7 separate regions of the Mus musculus genome follow, and regions 2, 3, 4, 5, 6 and 7 are each linked to region 1. The links are chromatin contacts, called in public promoter capture Hi-C maps. All regions are on one chromosome and are shown on one strand. The core of a region is the stretch at or near the end of the contact, and the rest is flanking DNA. Distances in the headings are between cores, read along the strand shown.

Evidence for each region. Promoter capture Hi-C pulls out the DNA fragments that hold promoters and counts their contacts.
Region 2: a promoter capture Hi-C map of liver shows a contact between it and region 1, with 4 times the contacts expected there. The contact joins the promoter of Rfx5 here to the promoter of Mrps21 in region 1. A contact is called at or near these places in 4 of 39 promoter capture datasets (hippocampal neurons, liver and pre-B cells), 1 of 115 datasets of contacts at active chromatin or transcription factors (bone marrow-derived macrophages) and 2 of 9 other capture datasets (adipose tissue and pancreatic islet).
Region 3: a contact with region 1 is called in a promoter capture Hi-C map of liver, with 2.9 times the contacts expected there. The contact joins the promoter of Polr3c here to the promoter of Mrps21 in region 1. A contact is called at or near these places in 4 of 39 promoter capture datasets (hippocampal neurons, liver and pre-B cells), 1 of 115 datasets of contacts at active chromatin or transcription factors (bone marrow-derived dendritic cells) and 1 of 9 other capture datasets (adipose tissue).
Region 4: a promoter capture Hi-C map of liver shows a contact between it and region 1, with 3 times the contacts expected there. The contact joins the promoter of 4930481B07Rik here to the promoter of Mrps21 in region 1. A contact is called at or near these places in 4 of 39 promoter capture datasets (hippocampal neurons, liver and neutrophils) and 1 of 9 other capture datasets (pancreatic islet).
Region 5: a promoter capture Hi-C map of liver shows a contact between it and region 1, with 6 times the contacts expected there. The contact joins the promoter of Psmd4 here to the promoter of Mrps21 in region 1. A contact is called at or near these places in 3 of 39 promoter capture datasets (hippocampal neurons and liver) and 3 of 9 other capture datasets (adipose tissue, liver and pancreatic islet).
Region 6: a promoter capture Hi-C map of pre-B cells shows a contact between it and region 1, with 5 times the contacts expected there. The contact joins the promoter of Ankrd35 here to the promoter of Mrps21 in region 1. A contact is called at or near these places in 3 of 39 promoter capture datasets (hippocampal neurons, liver and pre-B cells) and 1 of 115 datasets of contacts at active chromatin or transcription factors (microglia).
Region 7: a promoter capture Hi-C map of liver shows a contact between it and region 1, with 4 times the contacts expected there. The contact joins the promoter of Pex11b here to the promoter of Mrps21 in region 1. A contact is called at or near these places in 4 of 39 promoter capture datasets (hippocampal neurons, liver and pre-B cells) and 1 of 9 other capture datasets (pancreatic islet).

Annotation. Positions count from the first base shown.
Region 1 is chr3:95,869,595-95,873,267 of GRCm38.p6, reverse strand. Mrps21 (mitochondrial ribosomal protein S21) reads left to right here and starts at 1,754. Exons shown (of 3, transcript NM_001355759.1): 1 at 1,754-1,815; 2 at 2,653-2,774. The coding sequence starts at 2,692. It overlaps C920021L13Rik (RIKEN cDNA C920021L13 gene), which reads right to left and starts at 1,746. Exons shown (of 4, transcript NR_040446.1): 1 at 1,583-1,746.
Region 2 is chr3:94,952,124-94,955,796 of GRCm38.p6, reverse strand. Rfx5 (regulatory factor X, 5 (influences HLA class II expression)) reads right to left here and starts at 1,689. Exons shown (of 10, transcript NM_017395.3): 1 at 1,546-1,689; 2 at 651-782; 3 at 412-445; 4 at 1-51. The coding sequence starts at 763.
Region 3 is chr3:96,725,678-96,729,350 of GRCm38.p6, reverse strand. Polr3c (polymerase (RNA) III (DNA directed) polypeptide C) reads left to right here and starts at 1,912. Exons shown (of 15, transcript NM_028925.1): 1 at 1,912-2,002; 2 at 3,352-3,517. The coding sequence starts at 3,371. It overlaps Rnf115 (ring finger protein 115), which reads right to left and starts at 1,740. Exons shown (of 9, transcript NM_026406.3): 1 at 1,441-1,740. The coding sequence starts at 1,542.
Region 4 is chr3:95,013,877-95,017,549 of GRCm38.p6, reverse strand. It overlaps 4930481B07Rik (a long non-coding RNA gene), which reads right to left and starts at 2,021. Exons shown (of 2, transcript XR_003954670.1): 1 at 1,273-2,021; 2 at 1-909. Zfp687 (zinc finger protein 687) reads left to right here and starts at 2,093. Exons shown (of 9, transcript NM_001357863.1): 1 at 2,093-2,230.
Region 5 is chr3:95,040,516-95,044,188 of GRCm38.p6, reverse strand. Psmd4 (proteasome (prosome, macropain) 26S subunit, non-ATPase, 4) reads left to right here and starts at 1,575. Exons shown (of 10, transcript NM_008951.2): 1 at 1,575-1,681. The coding sequence starts at 1,656.
Region 6 is chr3:96,668,360-96,672,032 of GRCm38.p6, reverse strand. Ankrd35 (ankyrin repeat domain 35) reads right to left here and starts at 1,902. Exons shown (of 14, transcript NM_001356538.1): 1 at 1,584-1,902. The coding sequence starts at 1,622.
Region 7 is chr3:96,633,576-96,637,248 of GRCm38.p6, reverse strand. Pex11b (peroxisomal biogenesis factor 11 beta) reads right to left here and starts at 1,819. Exons shown (of 4, transcript NM_011069.3): 1 at 1,506-1,819; 2 at 460-575; 3 at 1-118. The coding sequence starts at 1,561. Rbm8a (RNA binding motif protein 8a) reads right to left here. Exons shown (of 6, transcript NM_001102407.1): 6 at 3,458-3,673.

The sequences.
Region 1 (3,673 bases), core at 505-3,004:
ATCCCAAAAGTTCCCCATACCCTCCCCTCTCCACTCCCCTACCCACCCACTCCCACTTCTTGGCCCTGCTGTTCCCCTGTACTGGGGCTTATAAAGTTTGCAATATCAAGGGGCCTCTCTTCCCAATGATGGCCGACTAGGCCATCTTCTGCTACATATGCAGGTAGAGACACGAGTTCTGGGGGTACTGGTTAGTTCATATTGTTGTTCCACCTATAGGGTTGCAGATCCCTTTAGCTCCTTGGGTACTTTCTCTAGCTCCTCCATTGGGGGCTCTGTGATCCATCCAATAGCTGACTGTGAGCCCATTCGATTCTTATGACCAATTTTGTGAGACCAACAGAGTAGATGTTAGCATCATTTTACAAATAAGAAGCCAGATTGAAAGTTCATGTTTAGCAAGATCTAGATTATAAGTATTTGTAGGTCACAGATCTCCATTTCTTCTACCCAAGTCTACCACTATAGCCCAAGAGAGCCGTATAATATCAACAAATAAACATGGTAGTATTCCAATATTTTTATTTAGACAAAAAGTGCAGACCCCTAGTCTGAGTAACTTGTTCAAAGTCATACGTCTGCTGATGCTTAGAATCTGAAGCTAGAACTCCTTTCTAACGGATTACGTACTGTCCATAGAATTAATTTTGCACTTATTATATGCGACTGGGCCTAAAATTGTGTCTACATACTGTCAGTTGTACAAGAGACACTGGAATAGTATCAGCAGTGCTTAGCAGAGGACAGTCATTCAATTAGGTTTGCTGACAAGCACAAAGGTGTCTAGCTTCAGTTTGGGACTTTGGATTTGGCTTACTACGAGGCAGGCTTAAATTTTGTGTGAATACCTATTAACTGATAATGACCTGGCCAGATGGCCCGGTGGTTAAGAAAATTAATTGCTCTTGCAGAGAACCCAGGTTCTGTTCCCAGTACCCACATGGCAGCTCAGAGCCTCCTATTAACTCCAGTTCCAGGGCCCCAACACCTCTCCAATCCTTCTTGAGCTCCTGCACGCACGCACGCACACGGTGCACATACATACACGCAGGCACACGTACACACACACAAAATAAAAGCAAATCCCTTAAAGAAGTAACAGATGAGGGTGCATCTGTGTGTGTTGTGGGTAGGTTTTTCTGTATATGGATACTTCTAAACCCATGTAAATAACCATATATGGAGATGTGGGGATAACATACACATAGGGTTGTCCAGACGTATGGAAGAAAAAAAAATTCTACTAGATCTTACAAGGCAACAAATGGCAAAGTTGGCATTAAAACAACAATATTTTGATTTAAAATTCTGCAGGCGTTTCCCATTTGTTTCTTTTTGATTCTACTTTATTTAATGAAATGGCTTAGGTAGCTGATGCAATGGGAAACTCACAGTATGTAATTTCTTTTCTTAACTTTTAGGCAGATTAGGGGGTGTGGAGCCATTTTTTTCACCCGGTGAGCAGATCTGTCCTTTTTAAATAGAAAATATTCTCAGGACGCTTCCCATTTCCCATCCAGAAAACGAAATCGCTCAAATCTAGTAAAAGTTTAACAGGATTAGAGCTACGGATCGGGCTGACCTTCTCGCAGACCCGACGACCGCGACTCCTCCATAGGAAGGTGAGGACGCTGTTCCTTTGACTGTCAGGCGGAAAGTCCAGCGCCTGCGCTCAGCACCGAACCTTCGCAAGGTCAGACGGTAAGCGGAGCTGCAGTCGGCTGAGCCCTGCAGCGTAGCTTCCTCCCGTCGCGGGACTCCGTAGCTTCCGCTTCCGGTCCGCAGAGACCCGGAGTCCGAATTCAGAGGCCCCAGGTAGGGAGCTCGAGGGGTGTGGGGGGGTTCACTGAGCTGCAAAGCGAGTATGGCGGGAGGGCAAGATTTCGCGTGGTGCCTAGAGGCGGACGAAGAGTTCTTTCTAACTCTCAGCGGAAACCTATTTTTTGGTTTGCTTTGCTTTGCTTTTTCGAGAGTGTTTTTATGTAGCCCTGGCTGCCCTGAAACTGGCTCTGTAGACGAGGCTGGCCTCGAACTCAAGAGTTCCGCCTGCCTCTGCCTCTCAAGTGCTGGGATAAAAGGCGTGGGCCACCACTGCCCGGCAATTATCTTTTAATTATTTCTTGGTGTGACCGGGGGGTTGGGAGGGGCGAAAGTCAGGACAGCTTGCAGGAGTCTGTCCTCTCTTTCCACCGTAAGGATCCAGGGCTCTAACTCGGGTCATCAGGCTTGGTGGCAAGCGCCTTTACCTGCTAAGCCATATCACTGCGTAGTGAAAGAAATGTTGCTAACAATTTGCTTGTACTTTTTCATTAAAAAAAAAAGTTATTTATATTTTATGTGTGTGAGTGTTTTACTTGCATGTATGTCTGTGCATCACAGAGGTCAGAAGAGGGTGTTGGATTCCCTGGGACTGTATGTGTTGTGAGCCACCCTGTGGGTACTGGGAATCGAACTTGGATCCTCTTAACTACTGAGCCATCTCTCCAGACTTACTTGTACTTACTAAGATATGGAGAATTCCTCCAGCCCAGTTCTGTGGATCTCAAGCTGGTTCTGTTGCTAAATTAAATAAAAACTACCTATGGTAAGTTGTGACTCTGTTGGGCTTTGTTCTCTTACATTGAGTCTCTGGTTTCCATGCTCGATGTCCAGTCTGTAGTCCCGGAAGAATGAAGATTTAAATACGAGGCCATGGCTAAACATCTGAAGTTCATTGCCAGGACAGTGATGGTTCAGGAGGGGAACGTGGAAGGTGCCTACCGGACCCTGAACAGGTAAAATGAGTCGAGTCTTGCCTGGACCAGCCGTGGGAAATGTGAGGTGATCCTGCACCCAGCCTACCACCTCATAAAGCCTACCACTGGTGCCAGCTCTGTGTAGGCTCTGAATACCACCACCTCCACCTCCTCCTTTTTTCCTCCTCCTCCTCCTCTTTCTTCTTCCTCCTCTTCTTCTTTTAAATTTATTTATTGTGCATACAGTGTTCTACCTGCATGTATGCCTGCATATCAGAAGAGGGCACCAGATCTCAGTACAGATGGTTGTGAGTCACCATGTGGTAGCTGGGAATTGAACTCAAGGCCTCTGGAAGAGCAGCCAGTGCTCTTAACTACTGAGTCATCTCTCCAGCCCCTCTGGACACTTCTTATCCCTTCAGTTTATTATCCTAAAAATGAAGTTCTCCAAATTCAGCTCGATGGAGCTTATCCAACAAGCAGCTATCATCCCTTGATGATAAATCTGAGTTCTATCCAAAGACCCCGAAAAACTGCTGGGCACACTGTAATCCCAGCACCTGGGAGGTAGAGACAGGAAGAATTTGAGAATAATTTAGATGATGGTGACTAGACTCAGTCTCAGATGACCCCTCCTCATGTCAAAAAAAAAAAAAAAAAAAAAAAAAAGTCTGGGAGGGGAATGAGAAACAAGAAGCAGAGGCATGGTGCATTTCAGCTGAGCCAGTATCTGTGGAATAAGGCTACTAGAGAGGATTAATTCCTCTGTGATTTTTGTTCATCTCATGTAGCTCAGGCTGGCCTAGAATGGGCAGTGTAGCCAAGGATTACCTTGATTCCTGATCCTCCTGCCTCCGTCTCCCAGATGCTGAGGTTGATCGTGTGTTTGATATTGTTTACGTGCCTGGCTAGCAAAGATGGATTCTAATTGTGCTCTT
Region 2 (3,673 bases), core at 440-2,939, 920 kb after region 1:
CTGAAGGTAGAGGTACAGCTTGTCGTTGTCCGAGAATTTCTGTACTTCTTGCTGAGGCAGAAGGGAACAGAGGTGGAGAAATGAAGCCACGGGTCCAGTGAATGATCTTCTGAGCTCGACCATACCAGCTGACTCGATGTCAGGTTGTCAGAATGAAAGGGGACCTAAGAAATGACTTGAGGTTGGGTGCTCACTGTGCTGGCAACCTTATGGGCTTGTCATGGAGAGAACGGGAGAAAGGGCAAGGGGCTGGGTCTGATTTCATCTCCTACATAGGTCACAGAAGGATAAAGTATGATCCTCACACGTGGACAGCACCGCCTCTCCCCCATGAACCTTTATTCTCTCACATCAACATCACCCTTACCCTTCAGCGATGGCACCTGTATTGTCCCTTCCCAGCATGCTTACCAGAATTCCCTCTACTTTGTTCTGCACGGCCTTGCTGTGGAGAAGAAGAGAAAGCTGGAGGTCACAAGGTTTCCCCATCCCTTTGTCTGACTGCTAGAGACAGAAAAAGGACCAAACAGCTACGGACCACAGACCTCAGCCTGCCTGCTCTGAAACACTTGCCTGAGGAAGGAGTGCAGGGCAACAAGGATCTACAGCTGGGTCTGGAACAGGGTTTGGAGACAGAGACAATTACTTACGAAATGGTACCTCGGAGCCTTTGGAGGAGGGTGGTAGGTTCTCCAGCGTCAGCACCACCTTGGGGCCTTGCCCCAGTCTTGGGGCTCTTAGCATCAGGTTTATCTTCTGCCATCCCAGCATGAGGGCTACAGCTGAGAGAGGAGATCGCTGAGGATTTAACTACTACCAAGCTTCCTTTCTCCTAGAGACCCCAAGGCAGTCCTCCTGTCTCTACCCAGAAATACAAACAGAAGCAAAGCTTCCTCCAGTGGTTTTCCACACCACTTGCCTTCTCTAAAATTAGAATTATTCTGTTACTTTATCAGGCCCTTGTATACCCAAAGAGATCTCTGACATCTCCATTCTATATGTCCCACCTTTTGAAGTCTCCCAAATCTGGAAAACTGTTATGGGAAGGGATAGGGGTGGAGAAGTCCACGTTAAAAGAAATCTTACAATTTCTCCCAGTGCTGCAACACCTCCAGCCCCCCCCCCCCCAAGCCCCTCCAGCCGCCCCCCCTCAACACCTATAACGACAAGTCAAAGTTCTCCGATCCTCTAATAGACTCCTCGCCATTGATTTTGCCTGGAAGGTCGGAAGGGATACAAACATACTCGGCCTTTCCAGGTTTGAAAAAAACTGGGCCCAAGTTCTCATTACTGAGTCTCGCCACGGCTTCCCCCGCTGCCCCCCTCGCCGCGGCGCGGACCCTACGTCATCCCACGACATCCCACTCCGAAGCGTCCCCACTCCCCTCGGGCCCCTCCACCCCAACCCCAGGTGCTGGGCTAGGTCTCCGAACTCAGGGGGCTGGGCGCAGGAAACCCTGCGGGGAACAGGGTCCCAGATTCGGGCACGTGCGCAGGGGCAAGGAGCTGGTCCTGCTAGCTCCGGAGTGCTGTTGCCCCTCCTACCTCGGAACCGTCGCCTTCCAGCACGGACATTAGATAGGTGAGAGAGAAAGAGAAACTACCCTGTGGCTACCTCAGCTCCTGCCCAGCCCCACGGTGCCCAGCCGGCGGGCTCGTGCGTTGCTTTTATTTTTCCTTTTTCTGAATGGTTATGCCAGCCGCGATCTGCCTGGATACACGCACGGCCTGCTCTGTGATTGGCCGTTGCTGCCTCCAAGACGAAGGCAGTGAAAGTCTGCCTGGTAACAGAATATGATTGGTCGAGAGGGGAGGGAAAATCCAAAGTTAGTCTTATTTGAGTCAAGAGGGGGAAGTCCAGGTTGGTTTCGGTTAAAACTGGGGTCGGTTAGGTCTGCGGGCCCGGAAAGGGTTCTGTTCTTAAAGGGACCGCAGGATGAAAGCCCGGGCGCTTGGCTGCTTCTGGAGCATCTGGTCTTTTGCTTTCTGATCCTGTGCGTTGTAAAATCAGCGAGAAGAGGATAAGGGATCGACCGCGGGCTTTACTTGGGAAGATTTACGTAGATGCCGTCTAGGATCCAAGAACCACAGACAGGAGTTACAGGGTAGGAAAGTGATTGGCTAGTTGTAGCTGGGGAATAAGATGAGTTAAAAATGTAAGAAGGTTTGATTAAAAAAAAGCCAAACAACTCTATTACTGGGGCGTCGATAAGGACGTGGAAAGCACGAATCTATAAAAGCAAGTTACTTTGGTTGTGAGAACCAAATTTCTTAGGTTTCAGGAACTCTGTTTAAACAAAATTGGGGAGCTTTACAAAATGGAATGGCCACAGATAGCTACCATGTTTGATTGTTGCCTTTGGTTGTCAGAGCTGTCCGAAATAATCAGTAGGTGATATTTTTAAATTTTTGCTAGAAAATGATGTCTACTGATGGAAATTCGTTATAAAGTCCTGTAACTTTAATAAAATAAAATAACACAAGTTGAACCATTCGTCCTTCCCTCTTTGCTTACCCATCCCTGTGGCCAACAGCCTCTAGGATTGCAGGCTTCCCCTCATTCCACAAAGAATCTGCAAATCCTTAGCAGCTGTACCACATTAAGAGAAAATGTTTTTTTCTCTGTTGTTAGCCGTGGTATCGCCATTTTATAAAGTGCCTCCGTTCTAGTTAAGCCAAAGCTAATGCCAACTCATTTTCCAGATTTCTCCTCACCCTACCCCTCCTACCTGGGTAAACCACAGGAGATGTTTATTGGTTGCCTGACCCTGTCTGTCTCGCTACCCATAGCAACTGCTGACACAAAAGGAAATGGTATGGTCCTTCCACTTTAGACACTTGGCCCCACCCCCTCTGCAGGTATGCTCTAGAATAAAGCCTGTCTGTTGAGCCTCTAGTCCTCCTCTGTATTTTCTCCTTGCCCACCTTTGCCTATTCATGTTTCCGTTTCCTGGGTGTACTTCATCTCCTTCCTAGGGGGCACACTCCTGGAGTTCCCTGCTTGGTGGTGAACACTGGAATTTTGGTCAAGTAGAGGAAAAAAGAATTTAGTACTGTGATAACTTTTCCCTTCAGGTGCTTAACCCTCTTTGTTAAGATTTGTTGAAATCGTGATGAAAAATGCACGGGCAAGCTTTTGTACCTCTCTCAAGTGTTCGTGGTCCCCGGGTCAACAGTCTTGTCACAGCAGAGATGTGACACCCAAGTCATATTTCCAGTTCTGACTGGTGTGCTTCTGTAAAGGAGGGGGGAAGATGGAGGTGCTCGTGGTCTGTCCCCACACCCGGACTGAGACCCCCATTTCCCCTACCGTGAGAAGTGGACATGAATCTTTCCTTTGGAAGAGGTAATGAGTTCAAACAAGTTCTCTTTAAAGGAATCTGTAAAGAAAGATGCCATTGGACAGACCCCCTCCAGTCAGTCTTTTCCTAGAGATAATCTGCTCAAGGTTGCTCTCTGAGTTGAAGTCATTTCCTGTGCTAAAAGTCACACTTTGCTAATACTGTGCTGCTTGAGGGTACCCAACCAAGACCTGAGGCAGCCTCCTGACCACGCAGAACGAGGCACAGGACCTCTAGGTTGGCAGGCCTGGGCTGTATAAGGAAGGGACCCAAAGTTGGGTAGGGGAGTAAGCCAGGAAGCACCTCTCCTCTGTGGTTCCTGCCTCTGCTCC
Region 3 (3,673 bases), core at 663-3,162, 860 kb before region 1:
TCTTCTCACTCTGAAAGGCAAATCCTTGAGTGCACACTTACAGATCCAAGGGCTAATGTTTTAAACAGGGCATCCATCACATTCAATAACATGTCACTGATCTTACACACACAGTGGCTCAATTCCAGACTCCCTCTCTAGAGTGTGAGTTCTAATATATGCTGGGGGAAAAAACTTTCCCAAGTTGAAATATGGCAGACAGCACATCAGCATAAAGCAAAGGCAGCAAATGAAACCAACCCACAGTAGATATAGCTAATTATGACACAGAAACTTAGTCGGCCTTCTCTTAAGAGTGTATTCAAAGCCAGGAATGGCGGTGCACACTTTTAATCCCAACCCTAGGAAGGCAGAAGCAGACAGACCTCTGTGAGCTCTAGGCCAGCCTGATCCGAATAAGCAAGTTCCAGGACAGCCAGGACAACATGGTGAGACTTTGGTGCAAAAAGCAAACAAAAAACAGAAAGACACCATGTATTCAAGATACTGTGATTATAAAATAAATTATGACATAGCCACTCGTTTTAAGAAATGTCGCCACCGAACAAGAAAAAGGCTTATTATAATTGGGGGCGCTGGCACTGGCTAGCATGCTGCAGAAACCTTTTCTTAAAGCATAGCCCTACCTCTCTATTGGCTGACAGCCTGGCAGAGCCAATTTTATATCAGAGAAAGCAGTCCCAACATTCTGTTCTTTTTTTGTTTTCCTGGGCAGAAAAAAAAAAAAAATGGAGGGGGTGGGCTAGGAAAGTGGAGCTAAAGACACTGGCAACGTGATATCCAAAATAAGTTGAGACAGTACGTCCTACCTTCTTCCCAAAGCCATTTCCTTCGATAGCAACAGGGAGCGCAGTCTGCAAGTCATTGGTACACTGCTATTTTCACTTTCACAAGAACCCAAAAACCACTGAAGAACAAAATCTCCCTCTTCCCTGTTACCTTCCAAACCTCCTCTTTCTGTACTTCAACAAAACCTACTAAGAAGTCCTCAGCAATATGCTATTTCGGCTCACTGAGGATGCAGAAGGGGGGAGGATCTGGTTGAGAAGTGGGAAGAAAAATAAAGAGTAGGTGAGCCGCAAAAACGGAAAGAGTACAGGGGATAGGTCATCGCGAAAAGACAAGGAAGGGGACTGAGAGCAAATTGGACGCAGATTTGCCCGAGAATTCACCGAGGAGACAAAAAAAGATGGGGGTGGTATTAAAGAGCGGAAGCGAAATGAGGGGCTGATTGGAGACGCCGCGGAAATGAGGGATAGGCAGGACCCTGGCCCTGATGCCCAGGGTTTGCGACCAGTGCCCGGAGACAGCGGGCAGCAGGTACCGAGAACACCGGTGTCAAGGGAATCACGGGTGTGCGGGCAGCCTAAGACCCGGTTTCCAGCCCTAGGAGCCAAGGACCTACGCGGCGCCGGAGCGCGGGACACACGGGGCTCTTACCGGTAGTTTGGGATTGACCTCGCCCTTACAAAAGTGGCAGAAGAAACGGTGTGCGGCGACAGCGGAGCCCGCGTCCGCCCCCGCCGCCGAGGCCTCCGCCATGTTTCGCCTCCGCCGAGGATGTCCGAAAGGGCGGCCGGCGGTCCCTCCCCAGGCCGCTACCTCCCGTGCTGCGGTCGCCACCGCCGTCGCCGCCTCCTCTGGGCGGCCCGCCGCTCCGAGGCCCGCAAGGGTCACGTGAGTCCGCCCGGCCCCGAGAGGCCCGCCCGCCAGCGGCCACGCGACCCGAGGCCCGCCTCCCGGCACCAAAGGCAGAGGAGAGCCCGCCCGCCGGCACCTCAGACAGCCCCTGGCCGGTCCTCCAGCCTCCCAACGAGAGGAGAGAAAGAGCGTCCCCGGAAACCACCGACACTGTCGGCTAGAGCGGCCCGTGCTCTGACCCTTCCGCGTCCGCCTGGATGGTGCTCTACTTCTAAGAAGGGGCGATGGGAAGCTCATGAGCTGAGGCTGCTGGCCTCGGGAGGACAACATTTGGAGCTTCTAAATTAGCCCCGACCCTGAGGTTAGTGAAAACGCTGCCGGAATGAGGAGGCCCTGACTCAGGGCCAAGAAACAAAGTCCGGAACAGAAACTTGCATGAAGGGAGAGGAGCCAGGAAATGCATTCAAGGATGGCAACTGGTCTAAGGATGTTTCTCCAAAGACGTGTGTGTGGCTAAGTGAAATAGTCTTCTCTGCGACACTGTGGCAAGAGGGACAAAAATTTAGGTTCGAGAGAGTTGGAGCTTGTGATAGGGAGGTAATTTCAAAATCAACTACACCCATTCCTGCTTGTGTCTCATGATGTAAAAATTTAATATGGTTCTCAATGGAACATAACTTCATCTCCTAATTGAAATACCCTAAGAAGCTCTTTTTTTACTTTATCTATCTAAGTCGTGGTTTATGGCTTGGGAATAAGTTGTACCCCACTGGGTCATGAGCCTTAGGTCTTTGTATCTGTGACAGAAAGTTATTCGCACTTTCCCTCCCCCTTTGCTTTTAAAGGTCTCACTCTGGACCAGATTTGCTTGGTATTTATTATGTAGCCCAGGCTGGCCTTCAGTTTATGACAGTCTTCTAGCTTTAGTGCTGGAAATACAGATGTTAGCCACCATACCGAGATGAATCCAGTCTTTAAAGATTATTGGAACCACAAACCACATATATTCCCATTAAAATAAATGGCATATATAGGGGAGGATGGCTTGCCTTTTTTTTTTTTTTTTTTTTAATTTTAATAGGATCTCATGTAGCCAACCTGGTTTTGAACTCAATATGTAACCATGAGCTCCTGACCCTCATACTTCCACCTCCTAAGTGCTGAAATTGTAGGCTTGCACCACCATACCTGGCTTTAGAAAACAAATTTGATGTCTAGTTTTCTAGTTCTTTGTTTTGGTGGGTGGTGGGTGTATTACCCACCAGAGTCTTGCTGTATAACACAGGCTGGCTTTGAACTCACTTTGTGCCCAGGTTGACCTGGAACTATTGATTCTTTGACTTTGGTCTCCTGTGTGCAAGAATTACAGGCAGTGTACACCATCATATCTGACCATTGCAATTACTAAATGACAACACATTAGGAATATTTTATGGTAGTTATATTGTATGAAGTCATTTTAAATGTTGGCATAGTATACTCTCTTAAGGTTATACTATAATTTATTGATAGATGCTAGATTATTTATGTCAATGCCAGTATTGTGAAGAGAACTCATGGCATGGTTTTTACTACATCCTTGGAACAAAGGATCTCAACTTATAAATATTAAGGCAAATATATGCCTTAATATATAGAGGGTTTGATTTATATTGTCAAGTTGCCCTCTAGAAAAAAAATATGTGAATTTATATTGTTGTTCTTTCCTAGTTCTGAGGCTCTAAGAACGATGACTCAAGCAGAGATTAAACTGTGTTCTTTGTTGCTGCAAGAGCATTTTGGTGAGATTGTAGAAAAAATTGGAGTCCACCTAGTCAGAACTGGAAGCCAGCCACTTAGAGTAATTGCCCACGACACAAAAGCATCCCTGGACCAGGTATGTTTAGATAAGAGAGTCTGTTCCTCTTCAACTTCTTCAATCATTTCCTTCAAGTACCTTTGGACAGGAGAACTCCTTCCCCTAGAAAGTATGAACAGAGACCGTCTGCCCTGTGGTCAGTACCACAGTGGGTGGGGTGGGGTGTGGTATTGT
Region 4 (3,673 bases), core at 772-3,271, 860 kb after region 1:
GGATTAATGAGAACATAAAGCTCTAATCACAATACATGTATATGAATAGTAATTATTAAACCTATAGAAAGACCCAGAGGAAAATATGGGAATGGAATATATTCAGTAGGGTTTTTTCTCCCTTGTTGGACTCAAGAGTTTCATGTATTCCGGGTGGAAATCAGACTCCCTATGGAGCCAAAAGTAGCTTTGAACTTGGTACTCCTGCCGCCACCTTCCAAGTGCTGGGATTATGAGCATAAAACCCGAACCCAAGTTTGTAAAATATAATCTACCAACGGAGCCACAGCCTCAGCTCTCCAGTAAAGAACTCTCGTTATTCAGAAAGAGTTCTGTGAGCTGCAGCACCTCTGAGAAATATGGCAGATGAGGCAAAGGTAGGGGCTGCATTTATCCCGTTGTTTGCTATCGCTATATAAATAGCACTCTGCCTTCTAAGCTTTTCATGCTCACAAAAATAATCTTGGCAGGTGGATATTATAGTTACCATTTTATTCATGAGACAATAGGTTTAGGGAGGTAGAACGATTTGTCTGATGTCATCATGTGGAATGTAGTGGTTCCAAGATTCCTCCCATACATAAGCCTGAATTTTTTGGATCCACTGCTATGGGAGTCCAAGGGGAGGTAACAGAGCCTTCTTTTAAAAGCTTTACCCAAACCTGGGCCTGATGGCGCAACAGTGTAGCCCTAGTTACTAGGCAGGCAGGACAACTTAGTGGAAACCCTGTCCCAAAAAGTGATAGGGTATAGAGTAGCTTCAGTGTTACGAGTGCACCTGCCAAGCGTGTGCGACTCCCAACGTCCAATAATCAGTATCGCCAAAACAAAACAAAAACACTCGCCAAGCTGCTATGTCGGTGGGCTGCTTGCTTGGACTGGGTGAAGCACTAGGTTCCACTCCGAACACTGCAAAAAGTGAAAATAAAACAGAAATTTAAAAACCCTTGTCATTTGAAACGGCTGCGGTCGCGGTGGGCGGCGGCGGCGCGGGGCCAGGGTAGAGAGCGCGCCAGGTGGCACACTGGGCCTGCAGATGGATCCAGCAAAAACCTGAGCCAGCGCAGGTGGGTGAGTGTCAAGGCAATTCGTCTCCCTGGCGACTCCGCCCCTTTTCCCACCTCCAAGGGGCGGGGCAGCAAAGCGCGGGAAAGCTCAACGGGAACAGTAATGCCAGCTCCCGTCAGGGGCGGAGAAAAGGGAGCTCTCTTAAATGGGAAATAGATCTGGGCTCCCTCCTTCTCTCGCGTAAGAAGCCTATCAGCATACTACCTTAAGCTCTCCTTGGTTGTGGCCCAGGCCACGCCAGCACTTCCCAACGTCACCTCCCCCACTTCCGGTCGCAGCGTGTCCCAGGTCTCAGGTCTCGGTGGTTCCGGTTTCTTTTACACTCGGAATCCCAAAGTCTGTCCAGCTCTCCCGCAGAGGGAGGGGCCGTGCGTGGTGCGTACGCCCAGAGGCAGGCGGACGCCAGAACCGCATCCATCCGGATTATAAAGCAGTTTAGACTGCGAGGAACCCCAGGCAATGGTCACCCCGATGACGTAATGTTTGGGGGTGGCACCTCATTTTGTGACCCCCAGCACCGCATCCGTTCGAGCGCGGCTTAGCCTGAGGAAACGGCACGAACACTTAAAACACCCAGGTTCCACACGGAGCCGACGAGGTTCCCCTAGACGCGCCGCCATACAGCTAGAGTTCCTAAGTTTGTAGATGTGAGGCACAGTGTCCAGCTTCGAGCGACCAATGGAGAGAGGATGGCTACGCTTCTGAGCTAGCTAGTCACCCCTCGCAACCCAAAGCGAAGACTAAGGCTGGCTTCTTGCTAAGCGACAGCGGCGGCGGCCAATGGCTTTCGGGCTGCTCAGACAGGGCAGGTGGACTCCGGAGCAGCCAATGGGGAGAACCTTCTCCACAGGGCCCAGGCCCTTTGTCCAATAGTGATGAGAAGACTATGAGGGGCCAGTTCCGAGCGGGGTATGGAGGGCCAATCCCATACGGGACTGGGTGGGGCTCACAGTTGAATGACAGGTCCATTAGCCAATGGCGAGTATGAAAGCGGGCAGCCCGGACTAGGAGCACGGAGGGAGCTGAGGGAGAGGGGAGGCCGAAGCGGAGAGAAGCAGGAAGTAGCGGCGGCCGCGGGGAGGGCGGCGGCGGCGGTAGCGGCGGTGGCGGCTGGAACCGGGAGGAGGCCGTAGGGTCTCAGCCCGCACCAGGATCGGAACAAGTAAGCACGCTCGCGGCAAATACCCGCCCCTGGCTCCGCCCCCCGGGGGGGCGGGTAAATACCCCTGCCCCTCCCCCACTTGGTCAACTACCCCCTTCTCCGTGCCGCCGCCCCCTGGGGCGGCTGCTGGCCTGGCCGGGTCGCCGCCTTCTTCTTCGAGGACCACCGGTGGGAACTCCAGTTTGCTGGAAGCACGGCCCCCTAGCCTGGTAACGTGGGAGGGGGTTCCTGGACCCCTAAGTCCTGGCGCTCTTAGACTGAGAGGCAGTCAGAGTGCGGCCGGGGGACTCGAGGCTGCGGGATGTCGCGACCTAAAATGGTGTCCGTGCCGGGCGGTGGGGGCGGGGGAATTGGGCCCAGCAGGAGAGGAGCCTGCATCCCGACCGGGTGCTGGTCAGCGTCCGGACCCAGGCAGGACTCAGGCTAGCGCCTCGATCCTGGCGAGCTCCTTGCAGTCACTCGGGTCTGGGGAGAGCCTCTGGGGGTCAGAGACAGGGCAAGCTGCCCGGCGCGCAGAGATGAAGGGGACCAGGTTCGAGTCTGGACTGACCTGGCTGCAGAGCTTAGAATCACGCAGGGACCGCCCCCTCTTGTGTCTCCACTCCCCTCGCGCCACTCCCCACTGCCGGGGAGTCCTGGCCCCCAATGTGCAGCGCCGCAGATCCTAAGGGCCTGGCCTCACCGAGGCCCTCCCTTGAGTTCTTAGCCGGTGAAAGTGAAAGAAGCACCACTCGCCTCAGTTTACCCTTTAGTTTTTAAATGTACTTCTTGTCCCCTACCCGAAACCCCGGACTTACTTTCCGCGCCAGTCCCTGGCAGATGGCAGGGACTTAAATGCCGCCCGCTGCCCAGCTTGGCCGCAACCTAATCGCCCCTGGCCGTGCTCTGGCCCCTTCCTTTTGCTCTGCGCTGTAGGCCTTGGGCAAAGGGCAATGGAGCCCCCACCCTACCGGTGTCTGTTCACCCTTTTCTTGTTAAGCCCCCTTTGCTTTTGAAGAACAGAGGGGGAAAGTAGGTAGGGAGATGGCAGCTCCACAGGCCTGGCGGCTGAGTGGAGGATCTTCATTGGCCTTAAGCCTCTGTGTTTGGCCCACTGTCTGCTCCAGGTGGCTATCGGATGACCTCCAAGTCACTTGCACGCCAGAGGGAGGTGGTTGGGAGAGGTAGGTTCGCAGGTGTTTTCTTAGTCCCCATTGGTTTGTACTCCACCGACCCACCCTGCTGGGAGCTTGAGTGGGAAGGTAGCCCAGGCTTCCCGACCCGGGAGAGCTGAATTGAAGAGGGACCTAGCGATTCATCTGGGTTAAAACTAAGGGCTTTGTTCAAACCCAGAATGTGCAGAATTAAATAGAGGGGTAATGTACAAGGAGGACTACCCTTTCTTCCTCTAGTTGGTACCCTTGTCCCCCACCCCCACCTTGGTCCGGGCAATGCCAGCCGCCA
Region 5 (3,673 bases), core at 326-2,825, 830 kb after region 1:
GGGGCCTTGGCTGTGCTCAGCAAGCACTGACCACTGAGGCCCTCCTCAGGTACTCGTTCATTTTTAAGTTCTTATTTTTTAAGGTGTCTGTGTGTATTGTGTATGTTCTCTCTGTGTGTATATATGTTTCTCTCTCTCTTTCTCGCTGTGTGTATGTGTAGGTGTGTGTAGGTGTGTGTGTGTGTGTGTGTGTGTGTGTGTGTGTGTGTGTGTTTACTTGAATAACCACAGAGGCCGGAAGGAGTCATCAAGTCCCCTGGGGCTGGAATTGTAAGCAGCTGTTAGCCACCCCATATGGATGGTGGGAACAGAATGCTACTCCTCTACTAAAACAGGATGGACTCTTAACTATGAGACATCTTTTAAGCCCTTCTCCCTTTTTATTTTTGAGAATTCTCTCACTAAATTTCCAAGATGACCATGAATTTGTAATCATTCCATTATATAGGTGGGATCGCAGGCAAGTGCCAACAGGTCTTCTTTTCTTTGACCCCCAGAAAAGGTCTTATTGTGTATAACCCTGGCTGCCCTGGAACTCATTATATAGATCAGGCTGGTCTAAAACCCACAGATGCCTGCCTCTGCTTCCCAAGGGTTGGTGTTAAAGGTTAATTAACAAACCAAAATAACTTGCTGGCTATCCTTCGTTCCTTGGGTGATTACATGGTGTTTACTGCGGGCTGGGGAAATGACTCAGTGCTTATGAGAGAGCGCTTACTGCTCTTCCTAGAGGACCAGAGTTCGGTTCCCAGAACTCAAGACAGGCAGCTCACAGCTGCCTGGAACTCCAGTTCCGGATTTGATATTCTCTTCCAGCCTCTGCAGGGCCTGAATACACACACAAACGCTTAAAAATTTTTTTTGGTTTGTTTTTTTTTTTTTAATTGGTCAAAACTTTTCTGGATTCCTTCATCCTGTCAGACTCAATACTGGAGTTAGGAATTGCATAGATTTTTTTTTTTTTTTTTTTTGGTAGGCAGTAGATAGGTAAATCGAATTTGAGGATACAAGTGTTTGTAGCAGTTGCATAAACACAGTGCAATGGGAAACAGGAAGTTAAAATGTGGTTAACGATGCTGACACACTTTTTAAGTGATTATGCTTGGACTGACATATCCACAGTAGTGTATGCACTCATGAGTGTCTGTTATGTGTTCGAGGCAGTGTCACTACGTAGTAGCTATGTTGCCCACGTTGGCCTGGAAATTGCAGTTCAGATCTTAGCATGAGTGTGCCCCTTGTAAACAGCACTGGGAGGTGAAGCAATAGAGTTTATTAGCCTGAGCTCCACAGCGAATTGCTGTCATCCTTTTTCAAACCGTAACAACAAAAACAAATCAAAAACCCAAATATACAAAAGAAAGAGAGCAGAAGAGGGGGTAAATTACAGCTCTCCTGCCTCACACTGGAGTGTTGCTGCCAGGCGAGTGCAGAGAGCTTACAGCTGTTCCGGAAGCTGCTGCGAAGGTAGCCAACTCTATTGGATAACCAACCTTTCCATTTCTGTGGCGCCTACAAGTCCCAGAACACACCGCGGGGCGCGGAGGCGGGGCAGCATGAAGACTGAGTTCTTTGATTGGTGATGAGCACCAGGCCAATCGGAGGTGCTGTTGTTTGTCAGTCCCGGAGCCGGTCCGCAGAGGGAAGGAGGCAAGATGGTGTTGGAGAGCACTATGGTTTGGTGAGGAGCTTCGGACGTGGCTGGGGGGCGCGTCTGGGTTGTTGGTGCGCGTGGCGCCGAAACCCGAGGGCCTGGGCTGGGGACTGGGTCGCCGGGCGAGATGTGGCTTCGGGGCCCGCGGGACTCTGGCAGACGACTCCCTGAGTCATCCCGGCCCAGGAACGCAGGCCCGGGAACTCCTGTTCCCTTCCCTGAATTTCAGGTCTCCCATAAAGCAGAGGCCAACTGCCCCCTCCACTCGCCTCCAAGTTTTTCTTTTCTCTGTACTTTATCGCATGTAAACCTCACAACCGCATTCTTGGAAAATAGTCCTTGTCTCATAATGAGTCGGAAGGACTTTAGGGGATCCGCTGTAGTCACACAGCAAATTAAGAGGCCGTGATAAGCAGGATGAACTAGGTTTTATCAGGTTTATACTTGGGATGAGTACCTATTAAGAGTTAGATTAGAAACTGAGGACAAGAAAATAAATAGAAAGCTGAGAACATATTTTTTTTCAGGGCTACAAGAGGACTTTGTTTTGTGTTTTCTGGGAATTGAATCCAGAGCATTGTGAACGCTGGGAACGTGCTCTACCAATGAGCCTCATCACACACCTGGATTGCATTTATTATTTGTCATCATTATTGTTTTAGATGGAGCTTTGACACTGTAGCTCAGACTGGCTTTGAAGTCGCTATTTGAGAAGATGCACAGGTTGGCCTTGAACTTGGAATGAGTATGTAGGATTAAAAACTTGAGTCACTAGGCCCATGTTTTCATTTGGAGATTGGCTAGCACTGCCACCTAAATGCAGGATGGCTTAAGCTTGGTTTCCTGCACTTGGAGGATGAGACAGGGAGTTTTCATGATCAGGACTACCTAGCAAGGTTCTGTCTCAAAATAAGACTACCAGAATGCCCAGTTAAATTTGAATTTCAAGCAAATCATGAGTGATTTTTTAGTATGAAAGGGAATTTTAAGTCCAACCCAAATATTGCTCTTACAAGTTACTTGTTGGGGCCGGGCAGTAGTGGCACACACCTTTAATCCCAGCACTTGGGCAGCAGAGGCAGGTGGATCTCTTAGGGGTTGAGGCCAGCCTGGTCTATAGAGCAAGTTCTAGGACATGCAGAGAAGCCCTGTCTCAAAAGGTGGTAAAATAAAACAAAAACAACAACAAAATAGTTACTTGTTGAGGGTGGTGAGATGGTTGGGTGGGTAAGAGCACAGAGTTTGGTTCCAAGCACCCATGTTGTTTGCTGCTGCCTTCTTTTTTTTTTTTTTTTTTTTTGGTTTTTCGAGACAGGGTTTCTCTGTGTAGCCCTGGCTGTCCTGGAGCTCACTTTGTAGACCAGGCTGGCCTCGAACTCAGAAATCCGCCTGCCTCTGCCTCCCGAGCGCTGGGATTAAAGGTGTGCGCCACCACGCCCCTCGCTGCTGCCTTCTTGACAGGACCAGAAGATCAGTGCCTTTGATCTCTGTAGGTGCCCGCACACACACCTAAAAACAATAAATATAAATCTCGAAAGTTACTCATTATTCATCTGAAATTAAAATTTAACTTTTAAGTCCTATATTTTTGTTTTTTTTTTTTTTAATTTTTTTTTTTTTTTTTAGATTTATTTATTTATTATATGTAAATACACTGTAGCTGTCTTCAGACACACCAGAAGAGGGAGTCAGATCTTGTTACGGATGGTTGTGAGCCACCATGTGGTTGCTGGGATTTGAACTCTGGACCTTCGGAAGAGCAGTCGGGTGCTCTTACCCACTGAGCCATCTCACCAGCCCTATTTTTGTTTTCTAAGTTTGCTTTCACTTCTGGGATAGAGTATGTTAAAATAGAAGATGGATTTAGAATCCAAACAGTTCCCTGGCTCTCACTTACATTTTGCATATTGTTGGAGAATTGTAGTAACTTCTCTGTGTCTCATAGTACAAGCAGGTAAGCCATATGTGATGGTGCTCTGTAAAGTATAGAGCTCTGTAGCGGCATGGTGTTTGGGGAAT
Region 6 (3,673 bases), core at 653-3,152, 800 kb before region 1:
GAATGAAATAGTCCCCCTCCTAAAGAGAAACAGACTCCATAAATCTGAAAGGGAGAACAATTCTGGGAACTTTCCATAATTAGGGGAAAGTGACCATGGATTAGAAAATCACTGAGAGCTAAGCCAGTGTGTTAAGAACCCAGGTAGCCGCAGTTTCTGTTATCTGTAAGAGTAAAGGCCCTTACTGTTTGGTCAGTGTGTAGAAACTCCATGCAGAAGCAAATGTAAATGGGACAGAGACAGGCCTAGACAGTTCTTACTCTTGCTTCACAGGTTTCTGCCAGGTTTCTGTGGCCTGCCAGGCACAGTGAGATAACCAAACATTTCTCACATCTGCTTATGAATGAATGACGCGTCAACTAAGCAATATTAGTACCAAGGGACTCATACCCCCAACCTCCTCAGAAGACGCCATTCCCTCCACAGAGGGCCACTCCGGAAGAACTCTTTAGAGAAGGACAACTGTATCCTCCCTGAACCACCATCTTCCAAAATCTTTGTTTTGCTCTAGAGGGGAGAGAACGGAGAAGAGAGTAACCCTTGTCAGGAACTCTCTCATTGTGATCCACTCTGTCTTCTCCTTCACCATCTCATTCCCCTAACTCAATCAAAGAAAATGAACACAAATGCTAAACAAGACAAAGGAATAATTGGGGGTGGGGTGGGATGGGGGGAGAACCAGACAGAACTTGATTGGTCCCAAGAACCAGTCTGAAGACTAGACAGTACAGAGAACTGGCCAGGGTAAATTCTGCAGGCAACTCACCCAGGCTCTTGGGGATCAGCCAGGAGACTTGTCTGTCCTCTGACAGCGTTTGTCTGGCTAGCTAGGTTGCAAGGTTAAGCCACTGTAAGCAGGCAGGAGGTCCAGGCAAAAGGTAGAGGAAGTAATATTGAGGAAAAGGTCACTGGAAATTAAGAAAACAGAGGCCCCATGTTGGACAGACGCTTGGAAAGAGATTTGGATTGGTGCTTGAGAGAGTGGAAGAGGCAGTGTCATGGAGTGGAAGAGGCAAGTTTGGTAAAGGAGGCTGTGAAGAAGGGTTGGAAGAAGGCACTGGGGTGAGAATACTTTGGGGGCAGAAAATACTGTTAGGGGCAGAAAGCAAAGAGTAAAAATGGAGCTATGTGAGAGAGAACGTTGTGAGAAGGCAAGGATGGAAGTGAAGCTATAGGGCAGGAATTAGGGATAGAAGTAGGAACGGATTTAAAGGCTGGGGTGGGGGCGGGCAGATGTCTGGAGGTGGGTTGGTACTGGGAGCCGCAGCTGAAGTAGAGACCAGGGTCATTGGAAGAGAACAGAACTTTAGAAAGCATACCAGAAGCTGGAAGCCAAATATGTTGGGAAAAGGAGCCAAGGGGAAGCACCTTGGGAAGGAAAAGATTAAGGGACAGGGTTTTAATAACACCCATAAGTTCAGTTACCAGGGCTGGCGACCGCATTATCAGAACTGCTAACATCGCAGGAAAGACTGATGCAGGCAGGGTTAATGCGATCATCCATGGAGATGGGACTCAGGACTTCTGTCAACACAGGGCTTGAATCCCAGCCACAGCCCTTCTCCCACACATTTGGCACCTACCGCCACTTGTGAACTGGAGCAGGAGAAGATGCGCTTCATGGCCGGGGCTAGGGCCACGGGGGGACGGGGACGCGCAGAGAGCCGGGCCACAAGTTCCTAACCCAACTCGGCTACGGCTGTGCCGAAAGACAGCTGTCAAAAAGCAGACTGGGTCCCGCCCCAAGCCCCGCCCCAGATCCCACCCCGCTCAATCGTAGACGTTCAACTGAAGGCTGGGCTTAAAACCCCGCCTCTGGCCCTGCCTAACCCCGTCCCTGCAGAGGCAAAAAGCCCGCAGTCTTTTGCGGCCACCCTGGCTGGCTCTCAAGTTCCGCCCTTCAGCCGAAGCCCGCCCCCTGTAGTTACCTACCGAATCCAAGAGGGATGCTCGCAGCCTCCGCACCAGCGACTTCCAGGCCCTAAGTCCCCCGTCTTTCTGCTTGGAGCTCCACCCCCAGTTCCGCCCCCGCCCCCTCTCAAGGACCTCCACAAGCTTCGATGTCACCAACCTCTTTTACCAGTTAATGACTCTTAGTCATAGCCATGACCTGTGTGTGCTTCATCCCCTCCCTCCCAACGCCCCAAGATCTTCTATAGAGTTTGGAAACGTGATGCACTAAGCAGACTTGATCACCAATGGGTGATTTGTGACCCACTGCAACCAGAGGTTGGACAAAACTCAAAGGATCAAGCCGATCACTAACGCAGATCTTAGAAAGCAGCAAGGGGAGAGTTTTTACTGTCTGCTTCCCCACTCCAAGAAACAAACAAACAAACAAAAAGTCCGACCTTCCTTATCCTTTAGACTCACTTCTTAGTAATTCTTGTTTGACAAGTATTAGTTGCAGCCAACTGGTCTGGCCTTCCCATCTCTCCTTTCTCCTCCCTGTAAACCAAGCAAGCCCACCCAAATACTCATGGAACCCTATGGAATAAAGCCCAAAATTCTTTTTAGAAGTGTTTTACATTAATTCATTTACTGAGGCATGAGTATGCGCTAAGGGTGGGCACCCTTGTGGAGGTCAGAAGACAACCGGCGTTGGCTTTCTCCATTCACCTTGTGAATCCGGTGCTTGAACTAAAGTAGTGAGGCTTAGCAGCAGACCCCACCCCCACCCCCGCCCCCCCAAGATGCTATAGGCCCAAAGTTCTTTTCTTTTTTCTTTCTTTCTTTTTTTTTTTTTTTTGTTTGGTCGAGACAGGGTTTCTCTGTGTAGCCGTGGCTGTCCTGGAACTCACTTTGTAGACCAGGCTGGCCTCGAACTCAGAAACCTGCCTGCCTCTGCCTCCCAAGTGCTATTATTACAGGCATGTGCCACCACCGCCCGGCTTAGGCCCAAAGTTCTTAACATGGTTTTCAAGGTTCTTCTGAAACAGAAGCCTGAAGAAGGTGTGGTGACGCATCCGCCTTTAATCTCAGCACTCCGGAATCAGAGGCAGGTAGATTTCTGTAAATTGAGGCCAGTCTTGTGTGGTGGGTCTACATAGCAAGTTCCAGGACAGCCAGAGGTACATAACAGAGAGATCCTGTCTCAAAAACCAAAACCAGAAGCCTGCCTTCACTCTCAGTATTTTCTGGCAAACTTCCAAGTTTAAACTGTTGTAGCAGACCATTCATTCATAATGCCCTTTGCAACTTTTTTTTTTTTAAGATTTATTTATATGTAAGTACACTGTAGCTGTCTTCAGACACTCCAGAAGAGGGAGTCAGATCTCATTACCATGTGGTTGCTGGGATTTGAACTCCGGACCTTTGGAAGAGCAGTCGGGTGCTCTTACCCACTGAGCCATCTCACCAGCCCCCCCCCCTTGTACTTTCTTAATCCATGTAAAGTGTTTTTCATTGTTGTAAAATTTCCCTTAAAACTCTGACAACCTGCCTATCAGTGTGCATTTTGGTGTGTGCCTTACTGGTCATTCTTACCATCACCTAGATGGCCCCCACCTTCCTGTTGTCCGTTTACATCTTTGTTTTTCCAATCAGGTGGGGACTCTCTGATGGCAGTGGTTGTGTTTTTGGTTTTTTTTTTTTTTTAATTAGTCCCCTAGCTTGGCTCATAGTAGGTCTTTAATGTCTGGTAAGTAAATGTGTGAATGTATAAATGCATGAG
Region 7 (3,673 bases), core at 570-3,069, 760 kb before region 1:
AAGTACAAGGCTCGGTTGAGGTGACTGACAGTGATGCAGAATCTCAGAACGACATCTGACAGGTGCACAGCCCTTTTGGCTGACTCCAGGGCATCTGTTGAGTTCCCCAGGCGTAGCACTTGTAGAGATTAACAAGGGAAAGCAAGGGTTTGAAGTCCAGAGGCAGGGGTGGGGGTGGGGAAGAGAAAAATAAAAGTTGAGCAAGCAATAATAACATACAGGAAGAAAGAGTAAAAATAATTTGTTCTTTTTCTTAACTTCCAATCGTAATTCATTTTTGTGCCAGTTTAGTGTTCTCGTGCCGTGTTTTTCCAATCAGTGCTAACTTCCTTATACCTGTTCTCTGACCTCAACTGGAGGCATGCAGGAGAGTGGCAAATGATGGCGAACTGGCAGAACGGGAGGAGAGGCCATGGGCTACCAGCTGAGGATGATAAGAGGAAGGTCTGCTTTACTTACACTTTCGTCCGAGGCTCAGATGACCCTCCAGTTGTCGAATCTGTTTCTGTAACTCGGGACTAGCCCCATGTCTCTGCAAAGCATGGCCGAGAAGGGAACAGGCATACTGGGCGGCCCTGGAGGGGAGGACACGTAGAGTAAGGGACAGGCCTCCCTAACCCCTCTGCCAACCATATCCTCCGTGGGCTGGTGAGGCGGTTAAGAGCACTTGCTCTTGCAGGGGACCCGGGTTCCACTCCCAGCACCCACACGGTGGCTCATAACTGTCTGTAACTCTAGTTCCAGGGATCCACCACTCTCTTCTGTCCTTTGCAGGCACTAGACACACATGTGGTACACATACATTCTTGCAGACCAAACACTCAGACAAATAATAATTGGTAAACAAAAACCCCACCAGGGACACTTCCTCGGTTTCACACCAATATCTTTCCATTTTTTTCCTCAAAGCCAGGGGAAGGGAAAGACATGCGAGGAAAATAAAGCCTAGAAGATGGTGGAGAGCACTCTTTGGAGTTAAGAGACTAAGAGTTTTGAAAATGATGAGGCCTAAAGTTTAGGGCCAGTAAGCAGCCCGGGGTTCATCGCAGACGTCCACACTGCGATTTTATACATGAAACACGACAGAGGAAGATCTAGTTGAAGGGCAGATTAGTTCTCCGGGTAGGTAAACTAAGAGATAGATTAAGGTTCTTGGACTGATGGAAACCGAAGAAGAGCCGAGATAGCGAGGCTCCTAGGTCACAACTGGTGAGAGGACGCAGAACCGAGAGGATCGCCCCTCGTGCCACCACAGCAGCGAGGAAACTGTTGCTCTCTGTGGACACAGTAAACCTAGGTGGCCTCCCCGCTGGCCCACTCATGCCTCAGTTTCCCCATCTTTCCCTTGAGCAGGGAAGAATCATCTCACAACCGGCTGCGGAGTACGCCTCCGGGGCCGCGCGGGCCCCCGTAGCCACAGCTGACCCTTAGGGACCCCGTAGCGCGCCCGTCGCCTCGCGGGACCCTGCTCTGCCCTCCCGCCCGCGCTCCTCCGTCGGCCGCACCTACACAGCCGCTCCCGGGCTTGGCTCTGAGCACTGAAGCGGACCCAGGCGTCCATGACAGCGGCAGCCCGGGCCCACGGCGCAGCGGCCCGCCTGCTTCCAGCCCCAAGTCACGCCTCCTGGGCGAGCAACGGGGCTTCGCGAGGGACAAACGGCGGCAGGAAAGCCAAGCAGCCGGAGCCGGCCTTGAAGTGGAATTTCAGGACGCGAAGCGAGATCGTGGGTGCATTTCCGGCAGCTCACCCTTCTCTGGGATGGTCTCCGGCTTTTAAGCACGCCCCTAGGAGCACATTCTGCTTTAAATTCTCAGCAGCAAGGGGTGGGGCCTGCGGGAGCCAGGAGGCGCTGTAGGTTGCCGCCAAGGCGCACACGCCACCCGCCCCAAACGCCCAGAACAGCAGAAGCCTGTCCTAGACTATTTGTCCTAGGGAAAGCGGATGTAATGAGATGCCGCTTGACAACGATGGTCTGCTATACTCAAAGATTGGTGCCTAGCCCAATTGTCATCAGAGAGGCTTCACACAGCAACTGGTAGAAACAAAGGCACAGACCCACAGCCAAAAGTTAGGCAGACCTTGGAGAATTTTGCATAAGACAAGGGGAAGGACTGTACAAGAAAATGCACAGAGTCAAGTAAACTGGGCCCATAGGGGCTCAGACTGAACTGCTACAGGGAGCCTGCATGAGACTGCTTCGCACATGCTATAGTTGTGTAGTTTGGTCTTCTTGTGGGACTTCTAACAGCGGGAACAGGGGCTGTCTCTGATTCTGCGGGACCCTTTCCTCCTGCTGTGTTGCCTCATGAAAGACTTAATCAAAGAAGGTGCCTAGTCTTACTGCAACTTAATATACCATGCTGTTGATACCTAACGGAGACCTGCCTTCTTCTGAAGAGAAATGAAGTGGATGGGGAGAGGCAGTAGGGGGGTAAACTCCAGGGGATCCAACACCCTTCTCAAACCTCAGCAGGTACCAGGCATGAACATGGTACACAAGGAAAACACTTTTACACCTTTACACATTATTTAAAAAAAAAAAAAAAAAAAAAAGCGAAGCCGGGCATGGTGGCACCCGCCTTTAATCCCAACACTTGGGAGGCAGAGGCAGGCAAATTTCTGAATTTGAGACCAGCCTGGTCTACAGAGTGAGTTCCAGGACAGCCAGAACTGCACAGAGAAACCCTGTCTTGAAAAACAAAACAAAAACAAACAAACAAAAAAAACTTGCCTGTAGCAGCAATAGCCTGACTATAGTTGTGAGGAGGAAAAAAACCAAAACAACAAAAAACCTACAATATCACAAACAAGATCTCTACAACCACTATAAAAAGAAATCTAGGGCTGGAGTTGGCTCTGCTGCTTTTCTACTGGCTGCTTTTCCAGAAGACAGATTGAATCCCCCATCCACATAGCAGCTCACAGCATCTGTAACTTCTGTTCCAGACGCTCTGGAGCCCTGTTCTAATCTTCTCAGGCACCAGGAACACAGATAGTATATAAACATACATGCAGGCAAAAACCTCATTAGATATTTAAACCAAAACCACTGTGTAGTGGTGGTGCATGCCTTTGATACCAGCCTTGGGAGGAAGAGGCAGGTAGATCTTTCTTTGTGAGTTCCAGACCAGCCTGGAGAAAGAAAGTGGGGTGGGGGTGAGGGAGGAGTCTGGAGAGATGGCTCAGTGGTTAAGGGTACAGTCTGCTCTTCCAGCTCACAACTGTTTCTAACTCCAATATATCTGACATCCTCACTTTACTTTTTTTGTTTTTTTTCGAGACAGGGTTTCTCTGTATAGCCCCGGCTGTCCTGGAACTCACTTTGTAGACCAAGCTGGCCTTGAACTCAGAAATCTGCCTGCCTCTGCCTCCTCTGAGTGCTGGGATTAAAGGCGTGTACCAGCCAAAATTTGAAAATTTTATGGTATAAAGAATGACATTAGGAATAGTAAGAAATTGCCTTTTTTTAAAGATTTATTTATTATTATATGTAAGTACACTGTAGCAGACGTTAGACACACCAGAAGAGGGCATCAGATCTCATTCCAGGTGGTTGTGAGCTACCATGTAGTTGCTGGATTTGGACTTAGGACCTCTGGAAGAGGTGGTTCTTACCCACCCGCTAAGCCATCTCACCAGCCCCAAGAAATTGCTTACTTCTTTAAGCTCAAG